Regions from separate parts of the Zea mays genome. Here regions 1 and 2 are each linked to region 3. The links are chromatin contacts, called in public Hi-C maps. All regions are on one chromosome and are shown on one strand. The core of a region is the stretch at or near the end of the contact, and the rest is flanking DNA. Distances in the headings are between cores, read along the strand shown. Region 1 holds the start of LOC100278255. Region 2 holds the start of LOC100125657 (glucose-1-phosphate adenylyltransferase large subunit 3 precursor-like). Region 3 holds the start of LOC100216834.

What was found. A called contact is a pair of places that touch in the nucleus more often than the background predicts.
Region 1: a Hi-C map of leaf shows a contact between it and region 3, with 5 times the contacts expected there. The contact joins the promoter of LOC100278255 here to the promoter of LOC100216834 in region 3. A contact is called at or near these places in 2 of 25 Hi-C or Micro-C datasets (ear and leaf).
Region 2: a Hi-C map of ear shows a contact between it and region 3, with 2.2 times the contacts expected there. The contact joins the promoter of LOC100125657 here to the promoter of LOC100216834 in region 3. A contact is called at or near these places in 2 of 25 Hi-C or Micro-C datasets (ear and leaf).

The regions. Positions count from the first base shown.
Region 1 is chr7:24,341,371-24,345,136 of Zm-B73-REFERENCE-NAM-5.0, forward strand. It overlaps LOC100278255, which reads right to left and starts at 2,474. Exons shown (of 3, transcript NM_001291627.2): 1 at 2,243-2,474; 2 at 1,621-1,676; 3 at 1,027-1,459. The coding sequence starts at 2,330. The coding sequence ends at 1,322.
Region 2 is chr7:24,638,558-24,642,020 of Zm-B73-REFERENCE-NAM-5.0, forward strand. It overlaps LOC100125657 (glucose-1-phosphate adenylyltransferase large subunit 3 precursor-like), which reads right to left and starts at 2,103. Exons shown (of 16, transcript NM_001112588.2): 1 at 1,890-2,103; 2 at 1,547-1,693; 3 at 1,167-1,340; 4 at 977-1,069; 5 at 803-886; 6 at 654-709; 7 at 255-348. The coding sequence starts at 2,057.
Region 3 is chr7:24,475,711-24,479,530 of Zm-B73-REFERENCE-NAM-5.0, forward strand. LOC100216834 reads right to left here and starts at 1,307. Exons shown (of 9, transcript NM_001143228.1): 1 at 1,267-1,307; 2 at 1,041-1,186. The coding sequence starts at 1,181.

The sequences.
Region 1 (3,766 bases), core at 1,224-3,723, 130 kb before region 3:
GAGTTTGGGAGAGACCTAGTGTATTTTCTTAGCTAATTATCATCTAGTTGCACTAGTTCATCATTTGGGCTATGGATTTCTTTATATCCTTCATGGTTGTTGCCACCTTGGTTTGGAGCAGCGAGGAATTCAAGCATCATGTTGGTGGTTTTTTGGTGGCTTAGTTCGGTTGATTTGTGAGAGATCTTTTGCTTACCTGATGAGCGATTGTGAAGGACAACTCTAGCGTAATGCTTGTGGCAAGTTGGAGTGCTCTTTTATCGATTAACTCCTATGAGATCCATGTTGTGGGTCAAGCTTAAGATTCTTGTTAGCGTGTGAACACTTACCTAGAGACTCGTGGGGATCAAGTTACCGAAATGCAACCAAATCTCAGATGGAAAATTGATCGTGTCATCCCTCTTTCCCATTTTGATTTACCACCACACTGGTTCTTTACATTCATATCTAACTTGTGTAGTTGTAGCTTGTTTGTGTTGCTTTCTAGTGTAGTGGTAGTTTTAGTAGTAGAGTAGTTAGTCTTAGGGCATGTTTGAAAGCAATGAGTTTTGAAGAAACTAATTTATAAAAACTGAGATGGTTCCAAACATACCAGTTTATGCTCTAGTTTATAGAAACTAGATTCCTAGTTTTCTTAAAAATGAAGAAGCTAGCCTCCCCTAGCTAAAAACTAGTTTTGTTCGTTTAATTATGTCATGTCCATGTTGTTTTCATAGAATTTACATCTACTACCACTACTTTTTAAAATAGAGAAAGGGTAGCAAGTCACTATGTATCAAAAAACTAGAAATTGGTTTCTTAAAAACCAGGTTCCAAACAATAAAAACTAGTTTCTAGAAACGGGAGCAGAAATGCAAAACTGAGCAAAAAACACGACTAAGGGTAAAACTGAGGGCACTAGCTTAAAAACCCCTTGTTAAAAACTAGATTGCTTCCAAACAGGGCCTTAGTTTCTATTCTAGTTTAGCTTACTAGTGTAGTTGCTCCTCTTGTGTGGTTGAATGCTCTGGCAGTAGAACCAGCTTGTTGTTAAAATTGTTTAGGAGACTTGCATTCAGAGTTTGACAAAGTAGTTGCTACTCTTATTATACTAACTACTTGATCTAATCTTGAGAAGAAGCCTGTGACTGCGTATGAATACAAAGAAGAAGTAAACATCTATATGTCACATCTATAATAATATGATATTAGATGTCATGAGAACAGTTTAAGCAAGCCTAGTAATATAATGCTTCTGTATATATAAATCAGGCACACATTTAAGCTGTTAAATTTCTCATCGGCAACTCGACTGCTGCAACCTGGACGGGTACATGATTGATCAGTTCGGTATGAGCTTGGAGTGTGGCTTGTCCATGGACGGGGAAGGGTCATAGCTGCTGTAATCGTTCGTCTTGACGCTGAGCCGCCGAGCTTGCACCAGTGGCACTAGCGCTTCCTTCTGCTCAGTTCGTGCTCCCTGCATATATTGGTTTTCACATAAAAGTAAGAAAAACGGGTACAGAATTTTCGCCTGCAAAAAAACTAGAGATATATACATGAAGCCCATGTAGCTAGCTAGAGATGAACTCAGGGAGATGAAAGGAGCGTTTTGGAAGAAAGCCTGTCAGTTCTATATACCTCTCCTTCTTGTTGACGTAGGGCATCTTGATCCATCAAGAAACTGTACTGTCTCCCTGGAAGAAGAAACCATCGCAGCAGTGAAAACCATGAAGAGAGTCAAAAGCTACTTTCTCCACAAAAAAAAAAGATAATCACACATCCACGCCTGCTAGACATTGCTGGGGGGAACCTATTATATTATTTAGTTCCTTCACCAGATATGCTTTCCAAGATCTACTTATCTTGTATCTTGTACAAACTTAACGGGGGTGTTTGGTTTGAGGAATCACTTCATCCAAAATATGGTGGTGCATCATGGGTCCATTCCTCAAATTTGGTGGGATGACCCCATTCCTCATATTAGTACTAACTAAATAACTATAAGGAATGAGGTGATGATGGATCAACTCAATCCATTCCACAAACCAAACAAAAAAGTGAGGAGCGAGAAGACGATGGACTAGATCATTCCTCAAATCAAACAGCTTAAACGTAAACTAGGAAGGACCAGCTGGCTGGAAGGAGTTTGTTTTAGAGCGAGGGTAAAAAAAGAACATTTAGTACTCAATATCAAAGGCTTGAATCATGCATGGAAAACAATCTCAAGAAACTCCAGTAAGAAAGAACTACAGGCACAAACCGGCAAATGAAGTCGAGAAGAACAGCACGGCGAAGGTGATGAAAGCAAAGAGGTGGCCAGATCTCCATGGGCACGCCAGCGTCCCCATTTCTGAAACCACATGCACTGTACACGCTCAAAACATGAACCTGGAGCGCGAGGTGAAGAAGCAGGCCTTTCTTTCTTTGGCGGCGACAGCCTAATATATAACCAGCCAGCTGGGGCGGCAATCCCTAGCCAACCTGCAACATATGCCAATCCCACTTCCTCTCAACATATATGTTCCAAGCTTGGGAGGTGAGCTGAGAATTTTCTGTGTGATGAGCAGAGTGTCAGGCTGTCATCACCTGCTTTCTGCTGCATGGAAAGGAAAGGATCATGGTTGGCCCATGCTTGCTTACTTCTTTTTTTAAAACATTTGCATAATACTCTCTTCTTCTCTAATTATTCAGCGTTTTGGCATTTCTACATACATATACATACCAATTTATCCGGAAAAACCAAACCGTCTTATAGTTTGGAACCAAAAGAAGCAGTTAGTTCACACGTTCCATCATCACCACACCATGGGAGCACCTCTCGATCTCAAAGGTATGTAGAGCAGTGGCATGGAGACAGAGATGAAAGGGAAAAGGGCCTGCTGGCTGCTGCCACTGCCAGCCTAAAAGAATTTCCACTGACGATCTAGCGACCGGCCGGCCCTCGTTGCTTTCGTAGATACTGCACGATTTTTGCGGAATTAGGCGGAGGGAATGGTGCAGGAGAGAAACACAAAGTGGCCTTTGATGATACCCTGATAGAATGTGAGCAACGATGCAAAGCACGTCGTCGTAAGAGGGCAGTAGTGGAGGATAAAGCGAGAGCCCCACTACGGGGGTGCGTGATGAGTGCTGCTCCGGACAGTGACAATGCGATAAGATGATCCGCACTATCAGAAAAACTACCTCCATTCTCTCGTTTTATAAATAATAAAAATAAATACATGGCCAAAGTGTAGATTGAGAGGCCGTGTCATGCTAGGCCGGCCGTGTCTGAGAATAGATAGAAGGAGCGAGTATAGAACTTATGAAAGGTCTAGTAATTTTTGTGGTTTCTATTATAATTAAAACTGTTTGCCAGTATATACAAGATACAGTAACCCTAAGGATGAAAAGATTGGCTCTTGACCTACGATATGATGAAGTTCAAGCAATCAACACCTCAAAAAGGCAAGTATTGAAGACCCTCGAAGACAAATTAAATAAATAAGCTCAAGTCTTTAAGCAAGCAAAACCTTGACAACAACAGGACACGAAGAAACAACACTCGGGAGCTTTCCAGTGTACACTGTAGTGCTAGCTAGAACAGTAGCACCAGAGCTTTTCTAGTGTGATGAGTCTGAGGCAAACTAAGCAATAGTGCCCCGCGTACTTTCCATATAGGCAGTAGAGTTTAGCACTGAAAATTAAGTAGCGAGACCTTGTCCTTGCACAGGTGCAATGGAGAAAATAAGAGTGTTGAGCACCAAAATGAGGTGCGGACGGTCCGGCCCTGAGGCCGGACGGT
Region 2 (3,463 bases), core at 853-3,352, 160 kb after region 3:
ATTAACAAGTACAATAGAGTATTTAAAAATCTTTCCACAAAGTAAATAAATCCAAGGATACCATTTGAAATGAAGTTAGGGAGACATAGGATTCAACTCAAATAATTTAGAAGATGATGCAACATAAAAGGAAGCCCATGACAAAAATACTAATTATGCAAAAGAAAGGCAATATGCAGTCAATCTATACTTGTCTGAATAAATCATTAAGTAGTTGTTCATCTTTGGGGTCAGTGAGAGGGAGTGTACCATACCATTGATTCCAAATCTGCACCCTTGGGCTTTTCAAGGAAATCAGTGATGTGCCCATTCCTGTCGGCCTTCATCAATCCAAAATCAGATGCCCGACTGCATGTATATATGAGATAAAAAAACAAAATAAGAAGATAGGAATATGTTAGCGTGGGATATGACAACAGTAAACAAAGTGATTCTAGTTCTTATAAAATGCAAAGCATGAGATATCTGAAGCTTTCCAGCATGAACATTGATGATAGTCATAAACAAATATGCACTACTGAATAAACAGTGCATACAGTATAGGTAGCTAAGATATCATCATATTGGCATATTGCTTTGTTAGCCAACTGAATACTAGTTTAATTACCAAGAAAAGGCAAGGAACAAATTTAAAAGGGACAAAGCTGGATGACCTTTCATCCATTGGAACACACGCAACTGAAATATCAGCACCAGAGTCAACATGCTTCTGCAAAACAATATTATAATATACCTTTGTCAAGCAATGAAAAATAAGACTGAAACTTGAAATTACAACATCAACTTGCAGCAGATAGGAGACCTGCACAAAATCCATGTAATCCATCCGATACAGATGATCACCAGACAGAATCAGTATGTTTTCTATACATTTGAGTCTTGCATCCTTCACAGAATAACATCAGGCAAAAAGTTAATTGGACATAGTGATAGCATACTCTGAAAGGTAGAGTATTACACATGGCCCAGGAAGAACCTCAAAAAGCCAGAGGAACTGCCTGACAGCATCTGCTGTTCCCTGGAACCATTTCTTTCCTGATTCCCCAGCTGTTTGGGTAGCTGCCAGCACCTATCCAATGAGCAAAAAATAAACAGGCAGAAAACAAGATCAGGAGTCCATCGCAATGGTATTCCGCAATCGAGCCTGCTTATACCGAAGAGTGTACCTCCACAGACCCGCCACTGAATCCAACTCCCTCACCAAAGTTGTATGTCCTTGCGATGTGGCGATTGAGAGACTGGGAATTGAACTGGGTGAGGACGTAGATCTTGTTGATCTTGCTGTTTATGCAGTTGCTCATCGGGATGTCGATGAGCCTGTAGCATCCCCCGACGGGCACCTGAGAGCGAGAGACGGCGACTGAATCACTATTACAGTAACTACCCCGTAGCTCAGTCGATGGCACGGATTGCAACGGGAATCTACAACCGCTAATCCCAAGTTGTGTAGTAATGCCGTACAAGAGATTGATGAATGACGAAATGTGACTTATGAGCGATGGAGACAAAGTCTAGAAACAGGGAGGTGCTGAGGCGATTTTATTACCGCGGGCTTGGCCCTTGTACGCGTGAGCGGGAAGAGGCGCGTGCCGGCGCCACCGCCGAGGATGATGGAGGCCACGGTGTCCGGGCTGACGTCCCTCCGCGCAGCCGCAGCCGCCGCCGCCTGGGCGCCCGAGTCCGCCTGCTCCTCCTGCCACAGGTGACAACCCGAAAATGTGATTGACCCATGACCCGCCCTACCACGGAACGGCACGGCACGCGAACGCAACACAGATCACGCCACGCTTGACACCAGCGTGGCCTAGGCCCTTGGCGGCGGCTAGCATGTCCAATTGTTGGAAGTCGGAAGCACGCGGACCTCACGGCAATGCGCGAGCGCGACTGACCTTGATCCCACGGGGGGCGTCGGCGAAGACGCAGGTGGTGGTGGTGGCGATGGCGGCGACCGACACCGCGCGGCGCCGGGTCGGGGGCGAGGCGCGGCGCGCGGGGAGCGGCGTCGCGAAGCTAGCGAGGAAGGCCGCGCTCGTGTGCGGCGCGGCGGGGTACGCCATCGGCCGTGCAGCCGTGCCGTGGTACGTACGGGGTGGCCGCGAGGCGCTGGAGCCTGGAGGAGACGGCGCGCAGGCAGGGGAGCCGGGAGAGTCTCTCTCTCTGGCTGTGGGGTTGCAGCTCGGGGTTTTGTAACGGGACGGGACGGGACGGAGTGGAGCGGGTGGGGAGCCGGGAACAGTGGGTAGGCGCGTGGGGGCACGGAGGTTTTTTGGATCCAGCTCGCGCGGCTCGAGTCACGAGAGATTGGCTGGCCAGCCGTTCGGCGGTGACCCGGCTGAATGCTTCTTTGCTTCCCACGGTTCCGTTCCACCGCTCACTGGCGACTTAAAAAAAACAGTCACCCGGCCACCCCCTCGCGCGCGCTCCTAGGCGCTGCATGTTGAGTTGTTGACATGGTGTGGCTCACAAGGCCACAGGCGATGGGGAAAAAAACTCTATGCAGTGACAATCGGGCTCGCTGGTAGGGATGGCAATACCCAAAACCCGAAACCCGATGGGTAAAAACCCTATTAGGGTACGGGTATGGCGGATTTTGATACCCATGGGTATTTTATTGGGTCATTTGTTATGCCCATCGGGTACGGTGGGCGTGGGTATGTTCTCTGTTGCCCCATACCCGCTACCCAATGGGGAACCCGCTAATATATGACACGTGGGTCCGGATTTATATGTCTCATATAAAATGAATGTTATGTTTTGTCCACAGTTTTGTAGAATCAATGCTATGTTTTGTGTGATTTGAAGGCATGATATTGCCATTTAATGTTGAATATTGTTGAACTTGTGATAAAATTATGTTGGGTTCGATACATTTGTTATGCTGGTACTTATTTTTGCGATTCAAATGATCATGTCTATCGTAATGCTAATGGGTATGGGTATCCAATGGGTACCCGCTACCCATGGTGGGTATGGGTATGGCGTAATTTTGTACCCATGATGGGTAGTGGGTATGGGTATGAGTCAATTTTTTTCTAGTGGGTATGGGTATGGCTTCGCGTGCCCACTGGGTACCTTACCCACTGCCATCCCTACTCGCTGGTGGTGACTGGTGAGACAGACACGCATGACTGACTAGCATGCAAAGCGGGCGACGCTTGGATCTGTTGAATAATTAAATAGTTTTTAGATTAAATTTCTAATATAAATCATGATCAAATCAGAGAACTGAAGTAAAAAAGTCAAATCAGATGATGCGTATTGATCAGACATACTGGTAGATGGCGCGGGCCGGAATCAGTCGGGTCGATGACGTCGAAACAGCGAAATTAGCAGGGTCGACGAGGTCAGAAGATCACGAGCAGTCACGTGAGGACGCTTTCCAAAAACCTTATTCGCTCTCTCCCGGTGCAGGATCTCGAATGCGAAGGGTTCCGGAGACCTGCTCTCCTGATCGCAGATGCAC
Region 3 (3,820 bases), core at 57-2,556:
CATTGGATTTATTCAATCACAAGTTGATGCAAATCAGGATCAGAAATAATTGTCAGATAATCATTTTCATAGTATTTTTCACTGGGATTAAGGAATATTATGTACACATTTTCCCCTTGGATAATACAACAGAAACCATTTTTCACCTAAACAGTCGTTTAGCCCGTTTAAACACTATGTAAACGCTACACGGTAGTATGTTGTTTCGTCTAATTGCCCGTTTAGCCCGTTTAATTGTCCATGTAGCCCATTTAATGGTCTGTTTAGCCCAAATTATGGCTAAACGGTAGGTGACCAACTGTTTACCGTTTAACGTTCAGGAAAACACTAATGGAAACCAACATAACAAAAAGATGGGGTTTTCACCACTAGGATGGTAGTTTGCGCTGAACATTTTCCCAGTTTGTACCATTAGCACAAACAACAATGCGTCATTGCGCGAGAGGAAGTTAAACAAGCAATTGATATCAGAAAGTTTTCCAATGTTTAGTTGAGATGCTTGCCACCCTAAAGAGATTTCCAAACCTAACTAACATTAAGAAACAACAGCACTAGGCTGATGCCTACAAAATTCACAAACACAGTAAAATTGTCGAAGATCTAGAGATATTTCATCTATTACAAATGGCACACATAGTAAAAATTGTTAAATAATTGTTAAGGTGCAATTAGTATCATACTATCATCCATTGGATTGGACGAAAGAATGTGGGTTTGGACCCCTACGAGGGTGGTTTCCACTTTCCACAGAACATTTCACTGATTTGCATCATATAGCACAATGTAAGCACATGCAACAGGTTGCCACGTTGGTACGCATGAGGTTGACATCGGACAGACTTCTTTTCTAGGTTCCATCGATCTGCTTGGCAGTTGGCACCCTAAAAAGCAGTTTGTAAACCTAAAAAACATGAACAAACGGCAGCACAAAGTTCAAGCCGCCCAAATTCGCAGAAACGGGTACCACTGGACCAGCAGAAGACATACATTGTAATTACCGGATAACGAAAAGGCGACGCAACAAGTGTAGGCGGTCGCACCTGAAAGACGAGGCCGACGATGGTTGTTCCGGTCTTCCTGAATCCCGGGAGTTTGAGCCCGTTCTTCTCCAGCATACTGTTGCGGCGGCACAGGTCGAAGCTGAACCCGCCCTTGGCCGGGAGATCCATTGAGCACGTCATCCTTCCTGCACCAACGCAAAGGCACCGCGACAGGTCAAGAACACGGCGAATCGCCACGGGAAGGAGCGAAGCGGGATGTATATACTCGTAATCGGGTGAGATCCGAACAAAAGTCGCTTGGATTAGGGTTCTGGGGGTACCTGGTGATGCTTCGTCGCGGGTAGAGCTGGGGTAGGCGAGGGGATGTCAATTGCGTCGTTGGATGCCGATCAGAAAAAGTTAGCGTATTTGGTTTTATGAACTAACGTGTCATTTCGTTGCCACGAGAGTTAAAATAGTGAATCTGCACTTTATAAAGACAACATCAACAACCACACAAAGTAAACTTAAAAGAATATATGATGTAGCCAACAAACATCCAATTGATAGGTCCAACCAAACACATTCATAAATCAATCACAACTGCAGAGCTAGTTACTATTAAATTCATGATGACTACACACTACATGTGCCGCCCCCATAGCCGCAACGGATTGTAATGCAAAAACACACTGCATCAATTAAAAAACAAAAATCGTTCTACATCCAGTTGTTACAAGACATTGGTGAAACCGTTGACGGAAAGAAAGAGCTATTCTCGATGACAAACCAGAGAACACCATAACATGTCCTGAAAATCAAACGAGCCAATTAATATAAGATTAAATACCAGAGATAAACAAAAGACACCAAAGAGAGCATACTAACAAGAATATTTTAGCAATCGAGGCTTCACCTATACAAAAAAACAAACAAACAAACAAGTAATGTGGCCAACCATAAATATCTCATAAGCCTATCGCCAAAACTTCTTAGAGGTACAATACCAGTTGGCACATGTGATATGGTCATCTTCTGGCACAAAGTTGGTGCATGGTAACCTATTTGTTGTATAGATGACAGGACACAACATGACTAAAACAACAAATCACCAAAATTGACGTAGTTCATAAGTGCATACTCCTCCAACACTTCGAACAATGGAAGAGTAATAAGTCCCTCCCACTAATTATAAAATGCAATGAAGGGGTTGAATAATTTTGTCACCTTCGAACACAGGCCTGGCACATCAAAAAGTCGAGCCTGCTGTGAGAGTGACTACAACAGTAAGATGCAGGGTAACTACGCAAGAGCATAACCTTCTCATGGCGAGTCCACCGAGAACCTTATAGCAGACGACTCAGCCTGCGCAATAGCACAGAGTCCATGGTTGTTCACCTCTGCATACAGCTCAACGCCACCCTGTTCAACGGATTCTTGTGCACTGGAGTTATCACCTTGAGCAATGAGTGGAGTTATCGAACGAGATTTTATTTCAGACTGCAATGATTGTTTTACACCAAAAGTTGAGGACGCCAATAAAACAGCTAGTAATCTTGAGAACCTTACCCGTCCTATGCACCGGCCGACCCATGGACAGTGATGATCAAACCGCTCCACATAGTTATTGCAAAACAGACAACTTCGTTAATGCTCAATTTCATCAATTTTGTAGAGTTTTTATCACACCAACAAACATTATAACACTCGGCGCTTGTAATTCTGATAATAAAACTCCTCCGCCATACAGCATGGAAACTATATGGTAGTCTTAGAAAACCTTTTCCGAACGTGCATAATCATCCAAAACCTTACACATGCACAAGACAAGACTGTCATGGAATTGTACCTAAAGCTCCTAGTTCTAAAAATAACAGACTTGACCTAAACCACATACAAATGATCTCACGGTTACTTGCTATGAATATAGAAACTACAGTAAATTTCGGATCATTTGAATGAGTCCCCTCTAGCTTCCATGAGCTATAGTTAATCAAACTATACACTTTTGACACTATAAGCACGTCAGTTACAACAAACAGATTGGCTGCCAGAGGAACAGTGAATTGTGAAAAGAAGAGCAAATGTAAGCTAAATGGCAAGCATCAACAAAGAAGCCACAAATCTACACGATAGGAGGGTTCATCACATCCGGCAAAGATTATCGCTCCAAAAGATGCATATCATTTTCATGCAAAAGTAATGCCCTGCAGAAATTACCTGAGTCAAACAAAAAATGTTGTCAATAAACAGAAGCACATCTTGTCCTTCAGCATCACGAAAATGTTTAGCAACAGTCAAACCAGTCAATCCAACACGAGCACCCGGGGGCACATTCATCTGCCCATAAACAAGAGCACACTTTCTTCACTCTGCCACAAAAGCCAAAATATGAGAAAGGGGTCAGCCCTGATATGCTAAGTTCACAATGAAATTACGACATCACAAGAATTACTTGCTTGTCACCTAGCTTAATGACAACACTTTCAATAATTTCCCTGTACAGATCATTACCTTCACGGGTACGTTCTCCAACGCCAGCAAATACAGAGAAAGCGACCTACATAGAAACAAAGAAGCTATCACAATTAGCATATCCAACAAGAAACTGAGCCAAATTGACTGTCTTATGATTAGATTCATAAAAGGTCATGGCATTCTTTCTGGCTTCTTCTGCCCTGAGGCACAGGGCTAATTTCTTCTTCCTTCCTCTACATGTTTCAGTATTTGGCTTTGGTGGCAGAACAATAATTATTAACTATTACCCTTATCTTTAGTCATCCACCTTCTCTTGTAGAAGAGTTCATCATGTGAAGAAAAGCCTGCATTTTGGATCAAAG